2 separate regions of the Zea mays genome follow, and region 1 is linked to region 2. Evidence: chromatin contacts called from public Hi-C data. All regions are on one chromosome and are shown on one strand. Each heading gives the region's core, a stretch centred on a gene start, on an enhancer-like site or on the middle of the called end of the contact. The rest is flanking DNA. Distances are from core to core; before and after follow the strand shown.

Evidence for each region. Hi-C and Micro-C count contacts between places; a contact is called where the count stands out from the background.
Region 1: a Hi-C map of endosperm shows a contact between it and region 2, with 5 times the contacts expected there. The contact joins the promoter of LOC100274696 here to the promoter of LOC541777 in region 2. A contact is called at or near these places in 4 of 25 Hi-C or Micro-C datasets (ear, endosperm, leaf and 1 more).

The regions. Positions count from the first base shown.
Region 1 is chr3:224,269,149-224,273,221 of Zm-B73-REFERENCE-NAM-5.0, forward strand. It overlaps LOC100274696, which reads left to right and starts at 2,533. Exons shown (of 26, transcript NM_001149007.2): 1 at 2,533-2,640. The coding sequence starts at 2,590.
Region 2 is chr3:224,087,156-224,091,271 of Zm-B73-REFERENCE-NAM-5.0, forward strand. LOC541777 (CENPCA protein) reads right to left here and starts at 1,429. Exons shown (of 14, transcript NM_001111463.1): 1 at 1,292-1,429; 2 at 792-976; 3 at 605-690; 4 at 434-533; 5 at 1-105. The coding sequence starts at 1,429.

The DNA of each region.
Region 1 (4,073 bases), core at 1,283-3,782, 180 kb after region 2:
GCACGCGTCGGCCCGTGCTGGACCGCCGTTTGACCATCTATATACGGAGATGTGTTGGTTATGCGTAGAGGACGAGCGTGCAACAGATTAATTTGAAATAAATGTGAGTTTTTTTTTTAAAAAAAAATATAACGCGTGACGACCGTTGAAACTTGTGTTTTAACTATAGTAGATATATAGATATATAAATGAACAAATATTCCGCTTGAACTCAACAAACCATCATTTTCAGCAACACTACTTTACTCAACAAAATGTATTCGTATGCATGTGCATGTTGGCATACATAAAACGATGATAATAAAAAAAGAGAGCAGGGAGACGTATGTAAGATGAGAGGGAACTTGTTTACACGATCTACATGAATATCAAGGCCTCCCAAAAATACAAAGAAACAACCCCACCTCTTCCGGCCTCCAACCAGGGAGAAGCATCTACCCATATGTCATATGTCATCGGTGCGCTGAAGTATAATATAGAAGTCTACTGTAAAAAAAACTTCCCAAATCTATGGTACCTACCGGAATAGTATAGAAGTCCGATGTAAAAAACTTCTCATATCTACCATACACTTGTTTATCTAGAGAAGCCTGTTTTTAGTTGTTTCTCGTAAGGTTCTATGTTCGACAAGCAAATAAAATATGATAGAATATTGTAGTGACAACATTACATGAGCTATCCTACATAACATTGAGAAGCCAAAGAATAAAATGCCGATCTAATTAAAAGTGTAATGTCTGATTTATCCTCTTTCTTTCATGTCTCTCGTATTTGCGTGTACTAGTAGCTATCTCCGTTTTTGTAGTTTAGACTACTGTCCATTTGTGGTTTGAGAGTACGCATATATATTTAGACAATAGTTTGAGAGTACACATATATGTCTAGTCAGAATCATTATCAAATCAACAAAAAAAAAACAACACGTATAAAAGATACAACCCGAGATGGCTCCGACTCTTCTCCATCGAGCGAATAGTTGAGACGAGCTCTCCATGGAAAACCCAGAATTTGCACAAAAAACATTCTATAAATGTGTTTAAAGACCCCTAATTAATGAGGTTGTATATATCTACTATAATTAAAGCACCAGTTTTAACGGTCGTCCATCGTTATCTTTTTACAAATAATCTCTCACAACTATTTTAAATTAACACGCTGCACGCCTATAGATGACCAAACGGCGGCACGACACAGGCCAGACGCCCGCGGGCCACAACTTTGGTCTAGGCACGTCATACCGATATGCTGACTGTGCCAGACCGGCCCGTTAGTCTGTCAGACCATTTGATTAAATAAACGTAAAATGTTAAAAAACAGTGGTATTTGAACCTATGTCCTGATGGAAGAAGAACGAGAGACACTAGATGAAGTTGTTTCTAACCAATAGAATATCATACTCAGATGTTTTTAATATTGAATATAAATTGTATATATGTATATACGTATTTTTGTAAAATAAAAATATATAATCGTGTCGGGTCAGCACTACGGGCCTGTTTGGTTTGTGACTAAATGTGCCACACTTTGCCTAAGGTTAGTCGTTCGAATTGAATAACTAACCTTAGGTAGAAAAGTTAGGCAAAGTGTGGCAACTGAGGCAGTGAACCAAACATGCCATACGAGCCGAGGCTACGACCCAAACACGATACAACGTTCTTGACTCTTGCAAGTATTAGGTCGTTTCTGAGACCACATTGACGCAATGAACTCCATGGTGTTTGATGTTGCTGAATTTGACGAAGCAACAATGATTTATCACACTAACAATAAAATGAAAGATTATTTGTTAGTCTTAAACGTTAGTAATTGCTACGAAATAACATATTTATATGGAACACATCCATTTTTTATTGATGACTGACTTTAACAATCACTATATATTTTGATTTATCTTTTTAATAAGTTTGAGTTCATATGATTTATTTTAGAAACTTAAGCTCACAAACTTTCTCTTATTTGGTCTCTGTAGGATGAAATTATGTCATTCTATAATCTCTGTTCGTGCAGTCAGTCGATGTGAACTCTCTTCTAATCGCTCACTTCATTGGTCGTGTTGTACCAAGACATATTGGATGAAGTAAACAATAACATCATTTAGCTAAATCAAAAAATATTATACGGAGAGCGGAGACAATCAATAAAAAATATTGAGATTTTTTTGGTGGATAGTTTACGTGGGTATTATTGTAATCCGTCGTAACACACGAGCAACCGACTAGTATAACCTAAAATACTTGTTTTTTATACTGAGAGAATTTATTTATTTATCTATCTATTTATTATTACATTTTTGCCGCGGCATGTTGTTATGTTAGCTGCATGTTTTGTTTGGCCAAAATCTATCTGCCACAGGAACAAAATAGCCTCCTTTTCAGTTCCAACAACCGAACACGAAGGGGTACGGTTCGTCGGTTCCTTGCGGCCCGAAGCGGTCACAACACCTCGCATGCCTCTACGGCTCTACGCCTCCCGCTACACACCCACACCCACCACGGCCCACCTTCCGCCTTGCGACTCCAAAACCCTCCCTCCTTCCCCTTCCTTGCCCCGCCCTAGGGTTCGCGCCGCCGCGCTGACCCTGTCGTAGCCATGGGGTCCTCGCTCCCGCCCAAGGAAGCCAACCTCTTCAAAGTCATCGTCGTAAGCACCCCACATCCCCGCTCCACTTCGTCTCCACCCTTCTAGATTCGAGACGATCCGCCCCCCGCAAATCTGCTGGCTTCGTGGTCCGGTTCCGCTCGATTCGATATGCTGGCGATCCGAGCTGCTCCAGGAGTCTCCGGACGCATGGATTTATCTGGTTTTCTTGTCCGCTCTATGAACCTGTGGTTTGTTTGTAACTCGATGAACGAGTGCCTCGTGGTAAACAAGCGGAGCATGTTAGCTCGGGAAACAGTGTTCGTAGCTTGAATATGAGCTGTGCTTAACCGTGCAAGTCTATCACCTTGTTTAGGGATTTCATACCGACAGTGATTGGTGACTAATGTTGTCTTGACTTAATTGATTGATTGTAGTGAGTAGTGGATTTTTTTGATACTACATCTACATGTACTGTTTTAAGAAGTGGATTCTAATATCGGCATCCTAGTGCATAGGTGGCACACAGCTTTGCTGTGACATGGAGTTCACATTGTAAATAGGCTGGATGGCCTCAAAATCTTAGCATGCTGGCATGATTTTAGGTTTTTAGCATAGCATCAAAACAACTAACTTGAAGTTTGAAAAAATCGCTAAGTTGTCTCTTTGGGTCTAAAATTTTGGACTAGCTGCTTAGTTGTTAAGGCGTCGCTTAGGCGATGCCTAAGCGCTAAGGCGTGCGAAAACCTTAAGGAGTCCTGGTCGCCTTATCTCGGAGCCTAAGGCGTCTGCTTTGGACAGTAGGGTGTCGCTCTGACGCCTTGGAGAGTTCTAAGGCTACGCTATGAGGACGCCTTGGAGTGATGTAGGTTGGATCCTGACCTGAACATGCAATTTGAAACTGTGTCTCTGGAGAGTGCCATCAGCAGCGGTGGCGGTGGCCGCTCCCCTCCGCGACCGCGAGCTCCAGCTGCGACGGCGAGGTCCCCTGACCCCTCACCTCTGCGGCAGCTGGGAGAGAGGCGGCTGGGAGAGAGGGAAAAGCGGCTGGGAGAGAGGGAGTAGTGGGGTGGGGGAGAGAGAGCGCTGAGGGAAGATGGGTGCGGCTGGGAGAGGGCTGGGAGTGAGTGAATAAGTGGGTAACCTAATTTTAATGGGCCAAGTGGGCTGATTTGGACTGGTTAGACTATTATTTTCCTTTTCTTCATCATTTTTCTCTTCTTTATTAGTATTTTTGTCCTACACACTTTCTCAAATATAAGGCGTTGCCTCGTCTTACGCTTTAACCCTTAAAAGTTAAAAAGGGGTTCAGTCCCCTTACCTCGCCTTAGCAACTATGACTAGCTGCTTCACAATGTTGATGGTAATAAGTGGTCACGGCTTTGGAGATTTACTGTAGCCTTTGTTGTGCTTTAGTGCTTTGGGTATTTGAGGACGATATTCATTATGTTCTTCAGTTCGTGCATAATTTCTGCACCTACGAGAAATGTAACTGT
Region 2 (4,116 bases), core at 179-2,678:
GACAACTGAGATCCTGTCATAGTTGCTGTTTGGGAAGCCGGTGCCTCATTGGGATCTTGAGTACCAACATCCTCAATTACCTTGAAACTGCGGACTGATTTTCTCCTGTCAATTAATAGGAATAATCATGGATCAGGTCATATTTCATCATGGATGCTTTTGAGCACATTGCAGGTAGGTTGAGAGCATGTTGGGTAAAGAAAAAGCAAGTATAATGTTTCCACATTGTCTGCCTCAACCAGTAGCAATAACATGTAGAATGAACGATATGGACGCACATACATCCAAACAAGCATGTTGCATAACACAAGTGAACAGAGAATATAGGTGAAATTTTATCTCACTCTCTTGTGAATAATCCTCTTACTAAGAAATAATACCTAATCGTTCACTCACAGAATATAGAAAGAGAGATAAGCAGCATACTGCATACCCACGTAAACCAGGCTGTCTAATGGGTTCATCTACAGGATCAAAATTCAATGTGCGTTTTTCTGCCTCTCCATTTAGCCGTTTGATCTCCTCCTCGGCTTCTGCAATAATGAACCGTTATTAGTGCATGCTTAATGCTGATCAATGAATCAATGGAAATGGTAAGAGTGACCTTCAAGCCGATCCAAGGTCATGAAGAATGTGATTGGATCTGAAATATTTGATAACTTAGATTGGTCCACAACAGGCACCGGTTTGCTGCGAAGAAAACGCATCAAGACAAGTCAGATGAATGATATTCAAGCTCACACTGCTCCTGGAGATCTATAGGAAGGTTGTTTGCCTAGCAAATAGCTTGCCTTCCAGTGTCCTTCATAGCAAACCGAGCCCGTTTACGATCCAGTGCTGGCCTTCTTCCCTGTTGCTCTTTGCTGCCATTTGCAGGAGGCCAGCCTTTCACTCCATCATCATGGTAGAGAGCCTGGATGTCCCCGTGCTCCTTCGGCACCATTGTAGCCTGCTTAACCAGCTCCTCAGACCCTTTCTACACGGAACGTTGTGAAACGCTGAAGTTAGCACTCAAGCAAAAGTAGTACAATGTTTATCCTGTTTGGCGCGATGAGGTATTTCCCTCTAAGGCAATATAAAGAAGGTAAAAACAGCTAGTAAGACCTAGAAAGCGGACATATCTCATCTCATGCTCTAAATGGAAAAAGGAATGCAGAACCCTAGATCCCTAGGGACTTTCGAGATGGACCTCCTTGTCATGCCACCCAGACCAAGCAACCGCAAGCACGCGTGGCGGCAAATCGAGCCTGGCTGTGGGTGCATGCCTCGAGCGAAGGGCGAGCGCACGTACCAGAGACCGGGCGAGTGCGATGGCCTCGAGGAGCGCGTCGCGGGGGTTCGAGGGGGAAGGCCCAATGGCGGGGCCAAGGGTCCGCGGAAGGAGTCGCGCAGTCGAGGAGATGGCGCAGAGGGGGTCGGCGGCGTCCATGCGGCTTTCTGAAGGGGCAGCGCCGCGCGTCGGTCACGCGGTCCCGCCGCCGCGCGGAGATTCGAAGCGATGCCGGAGTGAGTGGAACGCTGGCTGGGGAGGGTTGCCGGACCGGGAGTTCAAAAATTGAAACGGTAGGCTACTAGGCTGGATGACGGGAGAGTGAGGATGGGGAAGGGTAAGGCTATCCGCAACCGTTACCCCTAAATTTTTCCCCCTATATCACTTTTCTCCCCTATGTTTTTCCATATTTTTTCATCTCCCGCAGCGGTTCCCCCTAAATACTCCCATATACCCCACTACAACTATAAAATATCATTTTCTATATCAATTATTAATTTTTTATCTACTAACAATTACTCGTGGACCCACAGCACAGTGTTTAGGGTGATGAACAGTGACACGCTAGATCTTGGGGGGAGAGAAGGGGACCGACGCGTAGAGGGCACCGCTGCGACCGTGGGGTGCCCCCTACAGCGGGCATGCAAGGGAAGGGGGATGGCTAGTGTTTACCGCTGCGCACACCCTAAGGCCGTCGCTCCCCGCGAGCATCACCCTCCCCTACCACTGTAGCCATTGTCAATTTTATCATTATTATTTATGAGCATCGTTATATTGTCATCAAGTCCACAAATCATAGACACGTATGGTCTTATCAGTCATACACACGGGATGTCATAATAACAGACAACTAAAATTAAGAGTGGCAAAATCACAAATTTCTCCCATAGCGTGAGACTCCACTAGGGGTGGATATCGAGCTGGCTCGGCTCGACTCGACTCAAACTGGCTCGTTAAGATAACGAGCTGGCTCGGCTCGACTCGTTTGACAACTCGAGCTGGCTCGTTTAGCTCGCGAGCTAGTTCGATAATATCATGTCTAATGTCTACAAACGTATATAAAAACATGTAGCAAAAGAAAAAAAGGAGATCTATGCAGAAAAAAAGAATAGAGTTTGCAACTTAATATTCCACACTCAACAAAGAACAATATTAACTATAGTAGAGTACAAGATTAACTATTTTGGATCGGAGATTATTGTAATTTGACTAATTACTCTAACTCGTTTGTCTCGCGAGCCAGCTCGAGCTGGCTCGTTATCGTAACGAGTTGAAATACAAGCTCGACTCGTTACAAATTATAAATGTCGGAGAGGAAATTCTCCGACCGGGTGGCGGGACGCACCCGCCCTAAATCCTAAGATGAGGAGGGGCCTAAGCGTTTTGTCTGCTAGATGGATTCGGGATGAACACAAGAACACACAAGGGTTTAGAGTGGTTCAGGCCGTCGGAGCGTAATACCCTACTCCACTGTCTGTGTATTGTATCAGAGTCTGAGTAAATCTGCCTTGTAACGTCGTGTGCCCTCCCTTTTATAGCTCAAAGGGGGCACGTACAAGGGTGCTTGTCGGGGACCATAATTAGGGGTACCCCCAAGACTACTAAACTCAGCTGGTAATCACCATCAGCACAAGCTGCAAAAGCTTGATGGGCGCAATTCAGGTAAAGGTTCCGTCCACTCAAGGGACACGATCTCGCCTCACCCGAGCCCAGCCTCGGGCAGGAACAGTAAACCCAGACGGACTCACGCCTCGCCCGAGGGCCTCCTCAAGCAACGGGCGCACCTTCGACTCACCCGAGGCCCAGCTCGGGCAGGCTTCACGGTGAAGCAACCTTGGCCAGATCGCCTCGCCAACCGACCGTATCGCAGGAGCATTCAATGCAAGGATCGCCTGACACCTTATCCTGACGCGCGTTCCTCAGTCGGCAGGGCCGAAGTGACCGCAGTCACTTTGCCCCTCCACTGACTGACCTGACAGGAAAACAGCGTCGCCTGCCCTGCTCCGACTGCTGTGCCACCCGCCAGGGTGAGACTGACAGCAGCCGAGTCCAGCCTCAGGCGCCATAGGAAGCTCCGCCTCGCCTGCCTCCGGGACTCGGCCCCCGCCTCGACCTCGGAAGACGGTCTCCGCCTCGCCCGACCCCAGGGCTCGGACTCAACCTCGACCTCGGAAGACGGTCTCCGCCTCGCCCGACCCCAAGGCTCGGCCTCAACCTCGACCTCAGAGGAGTCACCGCCTCGCCCGACCTTGGGCTCGGACCGACCACGTTATAGGGGGTACATCATTACCCTACCCCTAGCAAGCTCAGGCTACGGGGACCAAGACCGGTGTCCCATCTGGCTCGCCCCAGTAAACAAGTAATGATGGCACCCCGCGTGCTCCCATGACGACGGCGGTTCTCAGCCCCCTACGGAAGCAAGGAGACGTCAGCAAGGTCCCGACAGCCCCGACAGCTGTGCTTCTATAGGGCTCAAGCGCTCCTCCGACGGCCACGACATCACATGCACAGGGCACTAACACCTCTCCAACAGCCACGTCGGCATGTACATAGGGCTCTGGCTCCTCTCTGTCGGACACGTTAGCATATTGCTACACCCCCCATTGTACACATGGGCCCTCTCCTTACATCTATAAAAGGAGGGTCCAGGGCCCTCGTACGAGGAGGTGGCCGCGCGGGAGGACGGGCTGACGGACAGGCTCTCTCTCTCCCTCGCGGACGCTTGTAACCCCCTACTGCAAGCGCATCCACCCTGGGTGCAGGACAACACGAAGCCGTGGTTTTCCCCCTCCTTGTGTTCCGTCTCGCGTCGACCCATCTGGGCTGGGGCACGCAGCGACAATTTA